Regions from separate parts of the Sus scrofa genome. Here regions 1 and 2 are each linked to region 3. Evidence: chromatin contacts called from public Hi-C and HiChIP or PLAC-seq data. All regions are on one chromosome and are shown on one strand. The core of a region is the stretch at or near the end of the contact, and the rest is flanking DNA. Distances in the headings are between cores, read along the strand shown. Region 1 has its middle 36 kb from the start of SMIM3. Region 2 holds the start of SMIM3 (small integral membrane protein 3). Region 3 holds the start of NDST1 (bifunctional heparan sulfate N-deacetylase/N-sulfotransferase 1).

Region 1 (3,149 bases), core at 217-2,716, 350 kb before region 3:
CTGCAGAGATCTGTCTGACTGCAGAGATCTGTTTCATTGTTGACTGTTTTAGGTGAGTTCTCCTGTTGGTTTGACTGGGGGTGGTTTCTCAGCTTCTTCATCTTGCTTGTTGTTTTCTGTCTCCTGAGGGAGTTGTACTCTCCGTTATCGGGCAGTGTTTGCCTTGTCACTGCCGTGGAATATTTCCTGAGGGCTGGCGTTGTTGGTCAATCTTTTTTGAGGCAGTGTGGCTTTTCTGGAGTGTTGATGGGGCTAACAGTGTTTCTTTGAAGCAAAGGAGGACTTCCTGAGGGCAGACAGGACTGGGAGGTCCACACCACGATGGTAGCAGATTTCACTTGGTCATGCAGAGCTTGCTCTGGTGTTTTTAGGCTGTGGGGTTCTTGCAGGGGGTTGGCGGTGTTGGGCAGCTGTTCCTCAGGAGTGCAGCACCCCCTGGGGGCTGGAGCAGCTATCTGGGTCACTGACAACCTAAGAGGCTCTTCCCTAGGGCAGCCCAACTCAGAAGGACAGCCTGAGAATGTAGGCGGATCTTTTCACAGTCTGGCCAAGCTTGTTGCAGCTTTTCTGGGCTGCAGGGGGTCCTGCCTGGAGCTGGCAGTCCTATGCAGCTGGTCCACTAGAGCATCCCCTGGGGGCTTGGGCGGGTAGCAAGGCCGTTGGAAACCCAGGAGGCTCCTCCCCGGAGCAACCCGACTCAGAAAAATCCTCCGAGAATTAGGCCGATCTATTCACAGACTGGCTAAGCTTGTTCTAGCTTTTCTGGGCTGCAGGCCTTTTCTCGGGGGCTGGTAGTGTTTGGTGCTGCTCTGCGGAAGTGTAGCCCCTCCAAAGGGCAAGCAGGTCTGTGCAGGGACAGCCCCTGCGGTGGTAGGCTTCAGGCACTTGTTGAGGCCAGCCCTCCTGGATGGCAGGCAGCCCCAGGTCCGTGAGAGCGTAGGGCGTGAAGGGGGTGGGGGGAGGGGATGCCCTGGGAAGCACAGCTTTTTGCTAGCTAGCGGGCCTGTAAGCTTGCTGTGGCGTGGGGGGGTATTCTATTCCCTTCTTCTCTCCCGTCCCCAGCACTGGCACAGACCAGGCTCTTCTCCCAGGTTCCCTCTGATGCGGCTTTCCACTTCCCCGCTCCTAGAGTATTGTTCCCTTCCTCTGTGACAGCTTTGTTTTCTAGTCTCCCAGGCAGTCTCCGCCCCGTCAAATGGTCTCTAGACCTCCCAAGCAGTTTCCGCTCCGCCCCGCCCCCCAGCCCGGGGACCAACCTCTGGAGCAGAGGTCTCAGTGCCCAGCCCCCACCCAGGCACCGCCAGGCCCTTTCTCGGGGATTAACCTTTGGAGGAGAGGTCTGAGGGAAGTTTTATAGCTTAATTACTAAGGGACGTGAAGCGATTTTTTTCCAGACACTCAGAGCCGGAATAAAATAATAATAATTGTTGTGACCACCAGATGGCGGTGTGACTTTTTTTCAAATGGAGCCCGAGACCATTGGTTCCCCGCTGTCACTTGAGAAGTTCACACCTTTCTTCGCCAAGGTCGTAGTATTAGAGTCCTGAAATCAAAACAGAGCTACAGGGGAAGCAGGCACTCACCTAGTTCTGACTCACAGTCCTTTGCACGCCTGACTGGCAGTGATTCTGTTTGGCACCCTGCACACTCCGGTGAGCCTGGCCCACGAGGCCACCTCCCGCCAAAGCTGCCCACTGAGATGCCGGGGCCTCTGCGCGTCTTTAAACGGCAAGTAAACCTCCAGGGACGCGACCGCCGCCATCAGCTCTGGTCTCCACCTAGAGCACGTCTGCTCTCCCTTCCAGAAGCCGGAAATATTTAAAGGTAGCTAGTCCTGAAATAAGGTGAATCATGTTTAATATTTTTTCCAGGTGGAAAAAGCTCCAGTTTTCTGCTCTTCTCTTTTTATTGCTTTAGTTTCCTCTCTGTATTTTGCTGTTATTCCCACATTTTCAGGCACCCGTGTAGCTGGGGCACAGAGCGTAGGCCTGCGGAACCCCGGCGCTGATTCTCCTTGCTTGAACGAACTTAAACACTGTCTTTCAGGTTTTTCAGCTCTGATTTAGGAAAATAATAGAACCTACGGCCTGATCATCTGGTGGTGGGAATTAAATCAGACAATTTGTGAAAAGTCGACAGCACAGTGCCTGGCGCACAGCAGGTGCTCAAGTTGTGTTTGTGCAAGGAGAGCTAAGCTTGTGCTTTCTGTGCAGTAACGCTCGGCTCATAAGTGAGCAGCGGAGTCTAACGAGGGTGTCAGTATGCTGCCAGCGGGGCCCCCGGGCTCGGGAAGCAGGATGCCAGAGAGCCTGTGTGCGGGACGGCCGAGGCTCAGCGACTCAAGACCATGACAATGTAAACGAGGACCAGAGCTGTGGTTTGGGTTGGGGGGGGGGTGGTGAGACTTTATTTTTTTAAGGTAGTTATATGTTTGAAGCCAAACGAAGAGAAGGTAGAGCAATCTCGCGCAGACCCCCCCACCCACACACGCATAGCCCCCCGTTAACAACATGTCCCATCAGAGGGACACGGTTGTTGCGATTGAGGAGCCGACATGGAACATCGTGGTCGCCCCAGGTGCATAGTTGACGTTACTGTTCCCTCTTGGTTTGTTCTTTCTGTGAGTTTGAGCAAACGTGTGACGTTCACCCATCATTGTAGTGTCATAGAAGCGTTTTCACTGCCCTAAAAATCCTCTGTGCTCTGTCTATGCATCCTATCCCTGAAACCCGGCCCTGACAACACAAATTTTTTTTTTGTCTCCTTGGTTTCCAGAATGTTATACTGTGGGAATCATACAGTAAACAGTCCTTTCATATTGACCTCTTTCACTTTGTAGTATGCATTTAACTATCTCCCATGTCTCTTCATGGCTTTGTAGCTCATTTCTTTTTTTTAGCGCTGAATAATATTCCATTGTCTGGATGCACCATGGTTTATTCATGCACCCGCTGAGGGCATCTTGGTTGCTTCCGCGTTTTGACGGTTATTAATAAACATGCTATAAACATCCATGTGCATGCTTTGGTGTAGACATGTTTCAGCTCCTTTGGGCGAATACTAAGGAGCCCAACTGCTGGACTCTGTTAAGACTATGCTTAGGGGGAGTGCCCTGGTGCCCTAGCGGTTCAGGATTTGGTGTTGTCACT
Region 2 (2,806 bases), core at 264-2,763, 310 kb before region 3:
TGGCTGCAGCAGAGAAGCACGTTTTCTTGCTTTTTTTTTTTTTTTTTTTTTTTTTTTGGTTGTTTCTACGGAAGCACATGATGTCCTGATGCTCAGCTGGCCCGGCTCCCATGTGCTCAGAGGATTGCTGAGTGGCCTGAATGACCCCAAAAGCACTTCTCACTCAAGCTCAGACACCCAAATGTTCCACCACCACCTCCTCATTTTGCTGGCAGGGAAGGCAGGATCCATTAGCGAAATCCTCAAGGTAACTCACCATTCAGGCGCTCACCTCCTTCAGGCCTGCAGCCCACTTACCTACCGTGTGGGACCAGGGATCCCAGCAGATGACCGGGAGCCTCTGCCATGCCTGAGGGACCGAGGGCTCTCAGCCCTGCAGCGTAGAGCTCTAAGGGACTCTATATAACAAACGGGAGACTGAAGCGCCCCCAGGCGCCACCAGGACGAGAAAGAATCAGGAAGGAACCAGGGGATCCGCGCGAACAAGAGCCCACCCAGCCTGGCCACTCGATCCGAAAACAACCTCGAGAGTCGTCGGGGTTGGGGTTTTTATGGTTCAAACGGCTCCCTCTTGGGCTCAGTAAGCGGAGCCAGGCGCAAGGGTGAGGGACAACCTCTAACCGGAAGGGGCTTGTGGAGGGAGCGAGGGGTGCAAGAGGACTGGCCTTTGAAACCTCCAAGTCCTCAGAAGGAGGAGGAGGGAGCCTGGAAAGGCGGCCTGGCTCCGGGCTACTCTGCGCAGATGCCTTTTTCCATTTGATGTGTAGGCAAAGGTTGTTTGTCTTCACAGTTGGAGAAACTGCTGGTGACAGACCAGGCTGGACCCCCCAACCCCCCAACTCCAGCTCCTGGCGGTCTTCCCCGCGAGGCTTTGCCAAGTTGGACAGATAACCCGCTGCTCCCGCGCGGCGGGGCGCGGTGGCCCGGCCCCGGGCCTGACCGCTGCCCTGGAGAGCGGAGGGGCGGCAGAGGCCGACGGCGCGAGCAGGGACGCGGCGAGAAGCCCCGTCCTCCGAGCTCTGGCTTCCCCGCGGCCCGGGACCGAGCGCCGGAGGCCCCCAGAGCCCAGGGGCGGCCAGAGGGAGAAGAGCGAGATGCCCAAGCGCTGGCGGCGGGGAAAGGAGGAAGGAGAGGGGATGACGGCAGGGCAGCTGGGAGGAATCTGGGCAGCGGCAGCGCGTAAGCCGGCGGCGCCCGAAGACCCCACTCACCCCGGGTCCGCACGGCTGCTCTGAACACCCGCTGCCCGCACCGCCGCGGGCTCGTGTCGGGTCTGCGGAAAGTTCCCGCGGGCGGAGACGGCGGCGGCCGGAGCGCGTCCTCGGGTCCGGGATGGCACGGGTCCGGCGGCGGGACGGCCGGCAAACCGGAGATCGCGGCCCGGAACGTGCCGGGCCCCCGGGGCCGGAGGCGGGAGGGAGTGCCCGCAGCGGCCGGGACGCGCGGCTCCACACGGGTGGCTCTGGAGGGCGCGGCCGCCAGGCACCGCCACCGGGACGCCGGCCCGGCCGCCCAGCCCCGCTCGGCTCCTCCCCGCCCCCTCCCCCGGGCCGCGGGGGCAGGAGCCTCCGGCGGAAAGAAGACACCGAGTCTTGGAATCCCCGGGCGGGCGTGTCCTCACGCGCTCGCCCCGTGACCCTGGAGCCACCCCTGCCCCAGTTCAGGGTCCCCACCTTCCTGTGTTAGCAGACCGAGAGAGGTGACCTAAAGTGTGCCCTCCGCGATGCTTCCCAGAGGCAGCCCTGCACGTGGGAGAGTCCGGTCTTTCGTTAGGATGGAGTTTGGTTTGGAAGGAGGCTCAAACGGAGGAGCCCGACTCCGGGTGCCCGGGGCCCAGGATGCTTCTCCAGAGGCTTGGCCTTGCTGGCCGCGCCTCTCTGCAGACCAGGGCCCTGACTCCCGCCTCCACGTCCTGTCCTGAGGGCCCGCGTGAAGTTGCAGCTGCTTGGCTGTAACGCGCCTCTACTAAGCCTCCCGTTGGTTTCGCGATGGTGGTGAAAGGACCCAGTCGAAGGCCCATTGGAGGCCCGCCTGGGAGAGGCCTCCCAGGCCCTGCTAGTCCCCAGCCAGGTTTCCACAGATCAGTGCCTGCTCTGCAGTCCCCTGCGCACCTCTGTGACCCACCACTCCTGGCCCCGTCTTGGCCCCTGCAAAATGTATTCAATGGCCCAGTGTTCTTTCAACTACTCAGAAATATAGGAGCGTGGCCCTGAGGGTCAGTGTAGCCTTGGGGAGACCATTCGTGCCTCGGTTTTTCCTTTGCCCACCAGGCAGGTACAGTAAGACCCAGGCCTACCTCTCCGTGTGGTGTAATCATTTTACAGTTTACAAATGCATCACATCAACGCCACGCGTCCTGTGAACACTGGCTTCCTTCGGCAGGATCGCCGAGGCCCTGGGTGGAGCCAGCTGGCTTTCCCACTGAGAGGCTCTCTGTCTCTCTTTAGCACCAGCTTGCCCTGGCACCCCAAAAGCAAGGCCGAAGAGGAAATTTGAATAGCCTGTGGGAGAGGTCCCACTCAGGTCTGGTGTCCCAGCTGGGCTGACTTGGCCAAGAGGGCTTTGGGCAGGAAGAATAGCGGATGCTGTCGGGCATCAGGAGGAGGCAAATAGCCAATTTCAGCGACAAGCTTTTGTTAGAACAAAAATCAGGGCACAAGGAGTTCCCGTCGTGGCTCAGTGGTTAACGAATCCGACAAGGAACCATGAGGTTGTGGGTTCGATCCCTGGCCTTGCTCAGTGGGTTAAGGATCCATCGTTGCCGTGAGCTGTGGTGTAGGTTGCAGACGCGGCTTGGATCCTGAGT
Region 3 (2,737 bases), core at 20-2,519:
TTACGTAAGACGGTATATCACACGCTGAAAACACAGGAATATATTAAGTATAGATAGTTACCTCTGCAACGATGCTCCAATTTGACGACAGAAAAAAGAACTTAGAGATGACTTTTACTTTTTGCTACCCACTTTTTTTTTTTTTTTGGCCACACTTGCAGCATGCAGAAGTTCCCAAGTCAGGGAACTGAACTCGTTTACCCCTGCAGTGACAGTGATGAGTCCTTAACCCAATGCACCACAAGGGAAATCCTGAAATCCCTTTCCTTTTGGGGGGGGGTAGTCTTTTTAGGGCTGCATGGGCAGAACAGGAGTTTCCCAAGCTAGGGGTCGAATCAGAGCTACAGCTGCCATCCTACACCACAGCCACAGCAACACCAGATTTGAGCCACATCAGAGACCTACTACAGCTTGCAAGTGATGCCGGATCCTCAACCCACTGAGCAAGGCCAGGGATTGAACCCACATCCTCATGGATGCTAGTCAGGTCTGCTGAGCCATAACGGGAACCCCCTGAAATCCCTTTCTTTAAAAGAGAAATCAGGAGTTCCAAAAAAAAAAAAAAAAAAAAAAAAAAAAGAAAGAAAAAAGAAAGGAGTTCCCATTGCGGTTGAGCAGCTTAAGAACCTGACTCCTGACTAGTATCCATGGGATGCCGGGATTCGATCCCTGATCTTGCTCAGTGGGTTAAGGACCCAGCGTAGCTGCAAGCTGCGGAGTAGGTCACGGAATGTGGGTTGGATCTGGTGTTGCTGTGGCATAGGGTGGCAACTGCACCTCTGACGTGACCCCAGCCCAGGAATTTCCACATGCCACAGGTGCCATGAATAATAATACTAAAAGAAAAATCAAAACGACGTCTTTGATAATGTGGTAAGGATTAAATGGATCAATGGCTATCGGTCGCTTATCCCGGCCTCGTACATAACGACAAGTACTGAATAATTTACTCCTATTTTGCCCAGAACACAGCGGATGAGACTTTCACCGCTGCTGCTGTTCGCCTCCGCGCCACGCGGTGCGCTGTCGCCTCCGGGCTGGCCGGGCCGGGGACGGGGCGCCGGACGTTCGTCTAGCTGCGGCCTCCGCCATCCCGGACGCAGGCCCGCTCCACCCACCCAGTGCGGCTGCTTCGTGCAGCTTTAGAAGCCGACGCGCTCGCTGGGACACCGAGCCCCTTACCTCCTCAGGCGCCCCACTGAATCAACCGTATTCTCGAGGGCGTCTTCATCTCGGAAACGCTAAAGTCGGCGTCTTCCGGAGCAGCCGGCCTCGCCCCGTGACCTCAGACGTTCACTTCCGGGGATACGGACGTGACCCGTCGCCCCGCCTCCTCCCACTCTCTCTTTCCGGTGGCGGAGTCTGAAGGCGACGCGCAGGTAGGCTCCCTGGGCCGGGACAATCGAGCGGCATCCTGCGGCCTGGGGGCCCAGCGAGATTCGGGGCGCGGGCCTGAGGTTTTGCCGCGAAAGCCAAGCCAGGTGCGGGGCGGGAGGCGCGCGGCGGGTCGATGCAGACTCTGGTTGGCGCTGTCTCGGAGGCGGAGGTTTTGGCTCGGAACCGCCTGTAACGCGGGGTCCGCTCGGGGCCGGGCCCAGGGGCACAGCCACCTCCGCCGGGCCACGGCGGGGGGCGGGGAGGAGCGGGAACGTCGTCCCGGGAGCGAGCCTCGGGTCTCCCGCTTGTTTTCGGTCTGGGAAGTTGGGGTAATTGCCGCACGGGTCCCGTGGGGTCTTGGGACGGATTCGGGGCGGGAAGGCAGGGGACGCGGCCCCTTCGTGGGCGGTTCCTGGATCAGTGATGCCAGGGCGGGCGCTGCACGTGGCGGCTGCAGGGCGGCGTCGAAGCCGGGAAGGGGCCGCAGCCGCTGGGGAGGCCGCGCGGCCTGGGGGGCGGCCGAGCGAGTGCGCGCGCCCGCGCTCCTTCCCGGAGCCGGGGCTGTTCCTCTGCCGCAGAAATGGCACCGCGCAAGGGGAAGGAGAAGAAGGAGGAGCAGGTCATCAGCCTCGGCCCGCAGGTGGCTGAAGGGGAAAACGTGTTCGGCGTGTGTCACATCTTCGCGTCTTTCAATGACACTTTCGTCCATGTCACCGATCTCTCGGGCAAGTGAGTATCAGGAGAGGCCCAGGCCCCCGCTCGCAGGGCCTGGGGTTAGAAGGGGGGGAAGGGACCCCGGGGCTGGGCGGCAGGTGGAGGGTCTCTTGTGAGAATTGGAGCGAGCGTTCACTCAAGGAAGGTGTGGCCTCCGGGTCCCGGGGTGTAAGAGGAGGCACGTGTGTCCCTCAGCGGCTTCCCAGCCTGGGGGGGGTCTCTAAACCCTCGGGGTGTCCTGGCACTTACAGGGGCGCTGGTGGCCTGGCGTCACCCCGGCGGCAGGTCTCGCTGTCTCGGCTGGCTGTCCTCGTGTGCAGGGGTTGGAGCGGCCGGTGCGGCGGGTCACACGTGTCTCAGGCCTCTGGAGCCTGTCCCCGCAGAGCTCGCGGCTTTCCGGTCCCCGGCGGGGACGCCTGCCGGCCCCGAGCGGCGGTGCGTCTGTTGGGGCCTGACGGACACTCTGCAGCCTCGCGGGTGAGAGAGGACCCTGTGCTTTTGTCCCCAGGGAGACCATCTGTCGCGTGACGGGCGGGATGAAGGTGAAGGCCGACCGGGATGAGTCCTCTCCGTACGCCGCTATGCTGGCTGCCCAGGACGTGGCCCAGCGCTGCAAGGAGCTGGGCATCACTGCCCTCCACATCAA

What was found. Hi-C and Micro-C count contacts between places; a contact is called where the count stands out from the background. HiChIP or PLAC-seq counts read pairs in DNA pulled down with a chosen protein or histone mark.
Region 1: a Hi-C map of subcutaneous adipose tissue shows a contact between it and region 3, with 2.5 times the contacts expected there. The contact joins the enhancer-like site here to the promoter of NDST1 in region 3. A contact is called at or near these places in 1 of 5 promoter capture datasets (liver), 8 of 47 Hi-C or Micro-C datasets (alveolar macrophages, embryonic fibroblasts, heart right ventricle and 5 more) and 2 of 2 datasets of contacts at active chromatin or transcription factors (alveolar macrophages and skeletal muscle).
Region 2: an H3K27ac HiChIP or PLAC-seq map of alveolar macrophages shows a contact between it and region 3. The contact joins the promoter of SMIM3 here to the promoter of NDST1 in region 3. A contact is called at or near these places in 1 of 47 Hi-C or Micro-C datasets (embryonic fibroblasts) and 1 of 2 datasets of contacts at active chromatin or transcription factors (alveolar macrophages).

The regions. Positions count from the first base shown.
Region 1 is chr2:151,782,143-151,785,291 of Sscrofa11.1, reverse strand. No RefSeq gene overlaps it. Among named protein-coding and RNA genes, the nearest start is that of SMIM3, 36 kb to the right of the region's middle. Within about 2 kb of position 1,466, at least 23 of the 83 cell types and tissues checked have an H3K27ac peak or open chromatin away from gene starts, as enhancers often do. A contact at or near this core is called in liver, retroperitoneal adipose tissue, skeletal muscle and 1 more, where this site is marked.
Region 2 is chr2:151,746,457-151,749,262 of Sscrofa11.1, reverse strand. SMIM3 (small integral membrane protein 3) reads right to left here and starts at 1,513. Exons shown (of 2, transcript XM_021085035.1): 1 at 1,212-1,513. LOC110259674 reads right to left here. Exons shown (of 2, transcript XM_021085170.1): 2 at 31-1,677. The coding sequence ends at 399.
Region 3 is chr2:151,432,457-151,435,193 of Sscrofa11.1, reverse strand. It overlaps NDST1 (bifunctional heparan sulfate N-deacetylase/N-sulfotransferase 1), which reads right to left and starts at 1,269. Exons shown (of 15, transcript XM_021085025.1): 1 at 1,183-1,269. RPS14 (40S ribosomal protein S14) reads left to right here and starts at 1,243. Exons shown (of 5, transcript XM_021085027.1): 1 at 1,243-1,379; 2 at 1,956-2,106; 3 at 2,600-2,737. The coding sequence starts at 1,958.